Regions from separate parts of the Sus scrofa genome. Here all the other regions are linked to region 1. The links are chromatin contacts, called in public Hi-C and HiChIP or PLAC-seq maps. All regions are on one chromosome and are shown on one strand. Each heading gives the region's core, a stretch centred on a gene start, on an enhancer-like site or on the middle of the called end of the contact. The rest is flanking DNA. Distances are from core to core; before and after follow the strand shown. Region 1 holds the start of DVL3 (segment polarity protein dishevelled homolog DVL-3). Region 2 holds the start of ALG3 (dol-P-Man:Man(5)GlcNAc(2)-PP-Dol alpha-1,3-mannosyltransferase). Region 3 holds the start of PSMD2 (proteasome 26S subunit, non-ATPase 2).

Evidence for each region. A called contact is a pair of places that touch in the nucleus more often than the background predicts. HiChIP or PLAC-seq counts read pairs in DNA pulled down with a chosen protein or histone mark.
Region 2: a contact with region 1 is called in a Hi-C map of subcutaneous adipose tissue, with 2.1 times the contacts expected there. The contact joins the promoter of ALG3 here to the promoter of DVL3 in region 1. A contact is called at or near these places in 1 of 5 promoter capture datasets (fetal skeletal muscle), 9 of 47 Hi-C or Micro-C datasets (alveolar macrophages, blood, embryonic fibroblasts and 5 more) and 2 of 2 datasets of contacts at active chromatin or transcription factors (alveolar macrophages and skeletal muscle).
Region 3: an H3K27ac HiChIP or PLAC-seq map of alveolar macrophages shows a contact between it and region 1. The contact joins the promoter of PSMD2 here to the promoter of DVL3 in region 1. A contact is called at or near these places in 5 of 5 promoter capture datasets (fetal liver, fetal skeletal muscle, liver and 1 more), 25 of 47 Hi-C or Micro-C datasets (adipose tissue, alveolar macrophages, brain and 13 more) and 2 of 2 datasets of contacts at active chromatin or transcription factors (alveolar macrophages and skeletal muscle).

What each region holds. Positions count from the first base shown.
Region 1 is chr13:122,074,490-122,077,205 of Sscrofa11.1, reverse strand. DVL3 (segment polarity protein dishevelled homolog DVL-3) reads right to left here and starts at 1,352. Exons shown (of 16, transcript XM_021069945.1): 1 at 929-1,352. The coding sequence starts at 1,089.
Region 2 is chr13:122,147,441-122,150,182 of Sscrofa11.1, reverse strand. ALG3 (dol-P-Man:Man(5)GlcNAc(2)-PP-Dol alpha-1,3-mannosyltransferase) reads left to right here and starts at 1,406. Exons shown (of 10, transcript XM_005670035.3): 1 at 1,406-1,638; 2 at 1,810-2,146. The coding sequence starts at 1,594. It overlaps ECE2 (endothelin-converting enzyme 2), which reads right to left and starts at 1,254. Exons shown (of 18, transcript XM_013982250.2): 1 at 1,006-1,254. The coding sequence starts at 1,201.
Region 3 is chr13:122,186,156-122,188,855 of Sscrofa11.1, reverse strand. It overlaps PSMD2 (proteasome 26S subunit, non-ATPase 2), which reads right to left and starts at 1,356. Exons shown (of 21, transcript NM_001243477.1): 1 at 1,158-1,356; 2 at 653-709; 3 at 116-280. The coding sequence starts at 1,292.

The DNA.
Region 1 (2,716 bases), core at 103-2,602:
ATCTGCCAGGCTCCCCCTCCCAGGCCAGCTGCTACAGAACCTTCCGGGCTCCAACATTCCATCCCCTCTTAAAGGGGAAGCCACTGCTTCCAAACTCCTCCTGGCCAAAGCCCTGCAGCTGGGTAGAGAAGACACCCCCCACCCACCCCCACCCCAGGAGGGAAGATGAACACCAAGAGAACCTTCCTGGCCCTCTGGTCCAGACTCCGAGGCCCTTTCTAAGGTCTCCCCCTTGGTCACCATCTGGAGGAAAAAGGCCTTGGTTCTGCCAGGAAATCAGCACCTGGGCTAGTGGGGACGCCTCAGGGTTGAGGCACTCTGCTCCCTGACAACAGCCCCAACAGCCCACAAGGGACAGGGGACACAGCTAAATAAACATTAGGGCTGCAGGCCTTGGCTTACAGCCTGAGCACCCCCAGCCAGTTCAAAGTCCCACAGCATAGCCCTTAGACGTGGGTTACTCCAAATATGGCTCTCAGTTGTGGAGCTGAAAAGATGGAGAAGGGGAAGGCGAATACCAAACACCCCGAGTCTCTACTAGCGAGGTGGCTCCGTAGGCAGGAGGAGGGGCTGGGGACTGTGCTCTGGCACCGGGTGGAGGGGGGGTGTGTCTGTCTGTGTGGGCTGATGGTCTCTGAAGAGGTGAAGGGGCTTGACTGGGCTGGAACTGATTGGTCTTAGGGAGTTGGATGTTTGTTCCCCCTAAACGAGGGGGCCAAGGTCCCCCACAGGAGGGGGTAGGAGAGTCCCTAGAGGGCTGGAAGTCCAGCCTCTCAAAGAGCCAACGGGGACCAAATGGCCGAGTCTCCTCTAGAATCCAGAGTAGGGCTAGAAGCCAGTGGAGCAAGGGGAGTCCAAACTGGCGGAGTGGGCCCCTAGAAGCCAGAGGAGCCGGGGTCCCCCGGAGGCGAGGCGGGGCCATCCTCACCCGAAATCGTCGTCCATAGACTTGAAGAAGAACTTATAGCTGGGTCGCTGCAGAACGCCCTTAAAGTCCGCCAAGGTGACGCGCTCCGCGGGCAGGGGCAGCTTCACCAGATACGGCGTCTCCTGCCCATCCAGATGGTAGATGATCTTCGTCTCGCCCATGGCTCCGGCCTCGGGCCCGGCGGCCCGCGCGCTGCCTGCTCGGGCGGCCGGGCCGGGCCTCTCGGGCGGCGACGGCGCTCGGCGCGGCCCAGCGGCTCAGCCCAGCTCCGCGGCCGGCCGCGGCGCCAGCTCCCTTGTTCTCCGGCCGCTCCCGGGTCCCAGCGCCGCCTGCTGCCGTCGCGGCCGCCGCTTCCGCTCCCCACTCTCCCGGCTCGGCTGGCGACTGCGACTCTTCCGGTGGCCGCGGCCCTCCAGGCTCTGGGCAGCGGCCCGGTCCGCTCCCCTCCCCCGACCCCGGCGCGGCTCCGCCCCGGCGCGGCCCCGCCCCCGGCCGCCGCCGAGCCGCGCTGGCTTCGCGGCAGATGGCCTAGCCCTCCGCCGGACCCAGCGGACACCCCGCCCACCCTCCCGGGGGGTGGGGTGCACGGCTCCCAAGCTCCCATCCCAGGCTCGTGGGGAGTGTGGAGGCGGCCGCCTAGGCCCCCACAGAGGAAGACATATCTTTCCAGGATGGCTGTGTTTCGGAACTCTTCAAGGCCCAGGCTCTGGACCCAAGGGAGATCGGCTGCTCTTCTGCAGCTGGGGAGGAATATAATGCAGGGGTGGCTTCGCTTCCCAGAGAAAGGGGGGGTGTAAGGCCGCAGTTCTGACCATGTATCTCTGTAAGAAAGTGGCCTCGACATGGCCTTTTGGGGTCTATTGAGCAGCATAGATGCTGTCCTTGAGTCTACCAAACTGAACTTCTTGTGGACAGAACAAGAGTTCTGATTCCCTCTTAAAACCTCAGTACTACCAGGTGTAGTGTAGTGATTTAATAAATGGATTGAATGCAGAATGAGTATAAGAATGAAGATGTGTGTCTGACTGGGACATGAAGTCTCAGACCAGAACTAGGTATAATTCATTCCTAACATCTTCTTACCTACTAATGTGCAAGGCATACTTAGTGATCTATAGCAAAACAAGACAGACAAGGTTGCTCTCACGACCTTCACTCACTTGGACGGAGGCACAGAGCCTTGTGAGTAAGTAACTTTAGACTGACAAATGCTATGAAAGATAAAATGTAGTCACGTAACAGTGTAGAAGAATATGGGTGGTCAGAGAAGGCCTCTTCCATTTGCGTGAAGACCTAGAACTGACAAGGAAACAGCTATAAGAAGGTCTGGTCTGGGGGAAAGAGCATTCCATGTGGAGGGCACAGCCAAGTATAAAGACTCAAGGCAAGCACAGACTTGCCAGAAGTTCCCTGATGGCCTATCAGGTTAAGGATCCGGTGTTGTCACTGTTGTGGCTCAGGCCACTGCTATGGTGTGGGTTCGACCCCTGGCCAGGGAACTTCCGCATGCTAAGGGCATGGCTGAAAAAAAAGAATCAACTTCTGAGAAACAAGATGAAGGTTATTGTGACTACAGTGATTGTGGGAGATGGGTGGAAAGGTAGACTGGGACCAGATTACATCAGTCCTTTAAGATGACAGTAACATTTTGTTTACTGTTGCCAACATAGCATTTCAAGATTAAGGACCTCTTTCAGACACCTCTGGCTCAGAAACCTCTCCACATTCCTTAATGCCTTCCAAATGTCCTTAGCGTGATAGTCCAAGTTCTCCATTCTAACCTCTACC
Region 2 (2,742 bases), core at 157-2,656, 73 kb before region 1:
CTGCAGCTAAGATTACATGTTCCAAGATCCCAACATAATTAGCTGCCTCCAGCATCCAAGTTCTTAAGCACTAGATTATACTTCCTTTCTAGTCCTAGAAATGTTCTATTTCTCAAACCAAGTAGGCTATACACACACATTCGAGTTATTATTTATACCTTACATATATAATGTATTATAAATGTCTCATATATGGGAAATATTTCACTTAAACATATACATGCTTTTAAAAACACCAAAATAAAAACTATAATTAGAAGGAAATCTGTTGCTTAATCAAATTTCACTGGAGTCCCCAAGGCTGGAAGAGTAAGAGAACCCCAGTATGGGCAAGTGGACCTCTCAGAGCCCCACCTTACAACCCATTATTTGTTCCTTTGGAAAAAATCACACCATCCTCCGCAGCAATCTCCCCTCAGAGAGTGCTGCCCCTGTCCTCACTGCACACCGCAGGGCGGAGTGGGGGGCGGAGAATGGGGCATATGGATGCATAGGACCAGGTTTGTTAGAGTTTAGAGTGAAAAGATCAGTCTCTGAGTGACGATGGCTCCCGGTGCCCAGCCGGGCAAACATAAAAAGCGCTAGGCATTGCGCTCGAGGTACCTGCACGTGCCCTACCCGACTTGAATTCCCAGTTCCATTTCTGGAAGTGAACCCAAGGCTCAGAACAGGTTCACGATTCGTCCTGTCTTACAGTCAGCTAGCGCTGGGAATTGAAGTAAGTCCCCTGAGCTCTCTTAGTGCTCGAGGCTGCCTCCCTAGGGGCCGGAACCGAGTTATGGGTCACCTACCCACTTACTACATTCAGACTCAGACTTTCTACGGGGGAGGGGGTGGCGGTCCCCGGACTAAGAATCTCTTGGCACCTGTTTGCCCTGGCAACTACTGCAGAGATTCTGAAGGTTCTGGGTCTTCACTTCTGACTAGGGCGTCCTCTCAGAGGGGCAGGCAGAAGCGAGGAGCAGGAACAGTCCCCTTGGGCTGGGCAGTCCCGAGACTACCCACCTAACACAAGGATACGGTCCTCGGGCCGCAGCTCCGGCTCTAGGAGGTCACGGAAGGAGGAGAAGTCCCCGAACCACTCGTAGGGGGCAGAGTCGGCAGCGCCTTGGTAGCGCTGGTCCCAGTACTGGACTTCGCGGTACCCGCTGTTCTTTTCTGGTAACTCCGGCAGGGGCGTGGAGGCCCTTGGAGAGGCCATGCTTGCCGCTTCTGGGTTCGCAGGGCTGCAGGTTCTCACATCTGGGCGGGGCTTGGCGCTCCTATGTAACCAATCGGAATGGTGGCATGTAGGAGGCGTGGCCTTTACGTCTCCGCCCAGCACCAGCAATTGCTCAACATAAACACGTGGAACTTCCGTTCTCTGTTAAGTGCGCTGGGAAGAATCCTCCGGATGGGGGAGTCATATCGTCCAGACCCTGAGTCCTCCGGCAGCATTGCTAACTTCTGAGCCACAGTCCTGGTGTCGCACTCACTCGGGCTCGTCACTCCCCTTCTCATACTTTGTTTGATTGGCTCCTCCCATTAAGAAGTCTGAAAATTAATGAGGAATTTATTTCTTCCCAGTATTGAGCACCCAGAGAACTCTGAGGGATGGCGGGAGTAGCACAGGTCTTATCCTCCAGGAAAGACTGGCATGTACGCTGATATTAACGACACAGGCTAAGTGTTATACTGGGCCGGGGAGATGGAGGGGAGAGACAGGGCACAGACAAGAATGTTCCTTTCCGGGCAAACTTCGATCCACATTAGCCCCTGTGGGTCCAGGGTTAAGTATGTACTGAGGAGTGACATTATTTCTACTTGTAGAGTGTGCACTCCATAGGGGAGACAGATATAGAAGAAGTGAATTTTGGAGTAAATAAGGACTCTGACAACTCCAGCCTACGCTCAGTCCGTTGGGACATGCAGCGCGGGAAGCGGAACCCAAATACCCAAGGATCGGGCTTCCGAGGTAGCGGGCCCACAGGAGCGGTGCACCATCAAGATGGCGGCGAGCCTGCGGAAACGCGGCCGGGCAGGTCCCGCAGCCCTGGCGGCGGGACAGTGCGGGCAATGGCTGCGGCGCGCCTGGCAAGAGCGGCGCCTACTACTGCTGGAGCCACGCTACACGCTGCTGGTGGCCGCCTGCCTCTGCTTGGCGGAGGTGGGCATCACCTTCTGGGTCATTCACAGGGTGGCATGTGAGTGCGCCGAGGGGGAGGGGAGGGTAGGGAAGGGGACCGAACCCCCGACCCAAACTGGGACCTAGATTTAGAGCTCTTAGACCCCTCATCCACTCAATCTTCAATGCAGGCCTTTATTTTTTACCCCAGTAAAAACTAAAGATTGCTCCACTGAAAACGAAACCTGATCTTAATCCCTTCCAGAAAATTTGGGTCCAATTTAATGTACTGCTGCTGCTGCTTGTCTCTGTGAATTTGGACCCGTCACTTCTCTTGCTGTGTCTCAAGCTTCTCATCTGTTCAGTTCTGAGGTCTCGAACTCTCTTCTTAGCGATAGCGTTTTGTGATCGCTTGAGTCATTTGGCATTATTGGTGGCTGCTTTCCAGGCTGAAAACATTGGACTTAAAGCTTTCTTGCTTAAGATAGTTAATTCAGTACATATTTGTTGAGTGTTTATTATATGGCTAACACTATGCTAGGTGCCAAGAGTATAGTTCGAAAAAGATAGACACATTTTTTGGTTGTGTAGGCCTGGACAGAGATGTATTAGTATAAAATTACAATGCTGTCATATTC
Region 3 (2,700 bases), core at 107-2,606, 110 kb before region 1:
TTCAACTAGCTCAGATCTCACATCATCAGGTTTCCTGAGACTCACCATTAGCCCCATGTCTAGATGGAAAAGAATTCCTAAACTAGGCTTCCATCAGCTTCCAAAATAGTTTTACCTTATTCTCCCCAGGGGCCATGTTCTCATAGATCTCCTTCAGTTTGCCATAGTGTGGACGCAGAAATTTAAGAGGCTTGGGTACTGATGTCATGGAAGTTGTAGAAGAACGAATCTGTCTCCGCAGTTCTTCCAGGGCTGGTCGGTACAGGGACGTGTCCTTCTCCTGATCAGGAGATGTTAGGGCTCAGACAAAAGGAGTCTCATCCCTTAAGTCATAATATAGAAGTGTTTAACAACTTCCCTAGGAAAGGAACTGTGTCTGCAATTGCCCGCCTCCTTGCACACGCCTGGCACAAAAACAAATGTCTCCAGGTAAGAGTTCAAGAATGGCTTCTCCCACAAGACAAGGCTATAAAATCTTTCAATTATCTTTTTTCCTCCCTTTCCTCACAACATGGTTCTAACACTGATGGACCTAAAATATGGTCCATCGTTCCCTATACCTCACCTATGAGTTGTTGCCCCAAAGTGGAATAAAGCAAACAAGTGAGTAAGATTCATATATACACCAGCTCTTGCTGACATTCTGACTCACCCCAAGTCGTTCCACGAGCATCTCCAGTTCATCCTGAAGTTGTTTGTCCTCCTCAGACTGGAAGATTGGGGGAAGATGCGCATCAAGAGAAGGAATCCCAAACCCATCCTCCTCCCATTCACCCTGGGGCAGGTGGAGAGTGAGTCCGCCTCCTTAGGAGGCATCAGGTCGACAAGGGAAGAGAGAGGAATGGAAAGCCCTGGTGGGAAGGCCGCCTGGCTTCTGGGCCAGGCTCTGCTCGAACGCCGTTTTGAAAAGCGGGGGTGACAATGACACGCCCGGGCCCACAAGAGATGGTGATGAGGCCTGGTAGGGGCGGAGGAGGTAACAGCGCGGAATGGAGGATGGGGGGTAGAAAGGCAGGGCGCCGGGAGCCCCGAGGATCGCCCTATCCGCCCTCTCCCCCGCACTGTGCGGCCGTTGGGAGTCGAGCCCGAGGCCTGCGGAGCCGCCGTGACTCAGCCCGCCGCGGCCTCCTCCGCCGGCTCCCGGGGCTGCGCCTCACCAGCTCCTGCTCTTTGTCCTTGTCCCCGGCATCTCGCCGCTCCTTGCTGCTCGACTTCTCGTCCCCGCCGCCGGGGGACGTCGCTGGGGGCTGCTGAGTCTGCAGCGACGCCTTATCCCGGCCGCCCTCCTCCATCTCTGCTGCCACTGCCGGCCCGCTGCGCGCACACCGTGCGCACCGCCCGGTTTCCCAGAGGGCCTCGCGCTCTTCGCCCACGGCGCCCCTCCTTCTCCAGAGCCCGCCTGCGACCGGAAACGCCGCGGCGCCCCACCTACCCCGGCGGCCTGGGAGCCCTTGCCCTCCGACCCCGCCCTCCGAAGCCGCAAGGAAACTACAATTCCCAGTTTTCCGGGCGCCGGCTCGAACCTGGAGTTTCCTGAGCTGTCGGGATTTGGGGCGCCTGCTGCTGTAGGAGTTGAGCCGGCTGCGAGCCGAGACTGCCCCTAGGGTCCCTTATAGCGGTGTGAATAGAACCTACAGTGATACTCCAGTTTGCAACGTGGTGGGATCAACAGACAAGATTCTTGAACTCCAGGACGCTTGAATGCCCTCTGTGTGAAGTCTGTGTAATATGTGTTTATAACCCACAACACTATGGAATATTAACCTCATAACATCCCCCACCTCCCCATTTCACCCCCCTCCCCCGCGCCTTGAGGAAGGTGCTCTGATATTACATGTGGATACCATCTTAAAATCACAGGGTTGCCAGATGGAGTAGAAATGAATACATGGGGAGTTCCCGTCGTGGCGCAGTGGTTAACGAATCCGACTAGGAACCATGAGGTTGCGGGTTCGGTCCCTGCCCTTGCTCAGTGGGTTAATGATCCGGCGTTGCCGTGAGCTGTGGTGTAGGTTGCAGACACGGCTCGGATCCCGCGTTGCTGTGGCTCTGGCGTAGGCCAGCAGCTACAGCTCCGATTCAACCCCTGGCCTGGGAACCTCCATATGCCGCAGGAGCGGCCCAAGAAATAGCAACAACAACAACAACAAAAAGACAAAAAAAAAAAAAAAAAAAAAAAAAAAAAAAAAAGAAATGAATACATGAAGTCCTAGGCACTAATGCGAAATCCTGGAACTGAAAACAAAAGAAGATAAGAGCTGTCTTTTTGACTTGTCCTCAGTCTGTCTTTTTTTTTTTTTTTTTTTTTTTTTCTTTTTACGGTCACACCTGTGGGATATGGAAGTTCCCAGGCTAGGGGTCAAATAAGAGTTGCAGCCTCAGGCCTAAGCAACAGCCACGGCAACACCAGGTCGGAGCTAAGCCACATCTGCAATCTCTGCAGCAGCTTTCAGTGCCAGATCCTTAACCCACTGAGCAAGGCCAGGGATCAAACCCTCATCTTCATGGATACTAGTCTGGTTCTTAACCCACTGAGCCACAATGGGAACTCCTGATTTTTATTTATTTTTTTCTGCTTTTTAGGGCTGAACCCACAGCATATGGAGGTTCCCAGCCTAGGGGCTGAATCGGAGCTACAGCTGCCGGCCTACACCACAGCCACAACAACATCAGATCTGAGCTGCATCTGCAACATACACC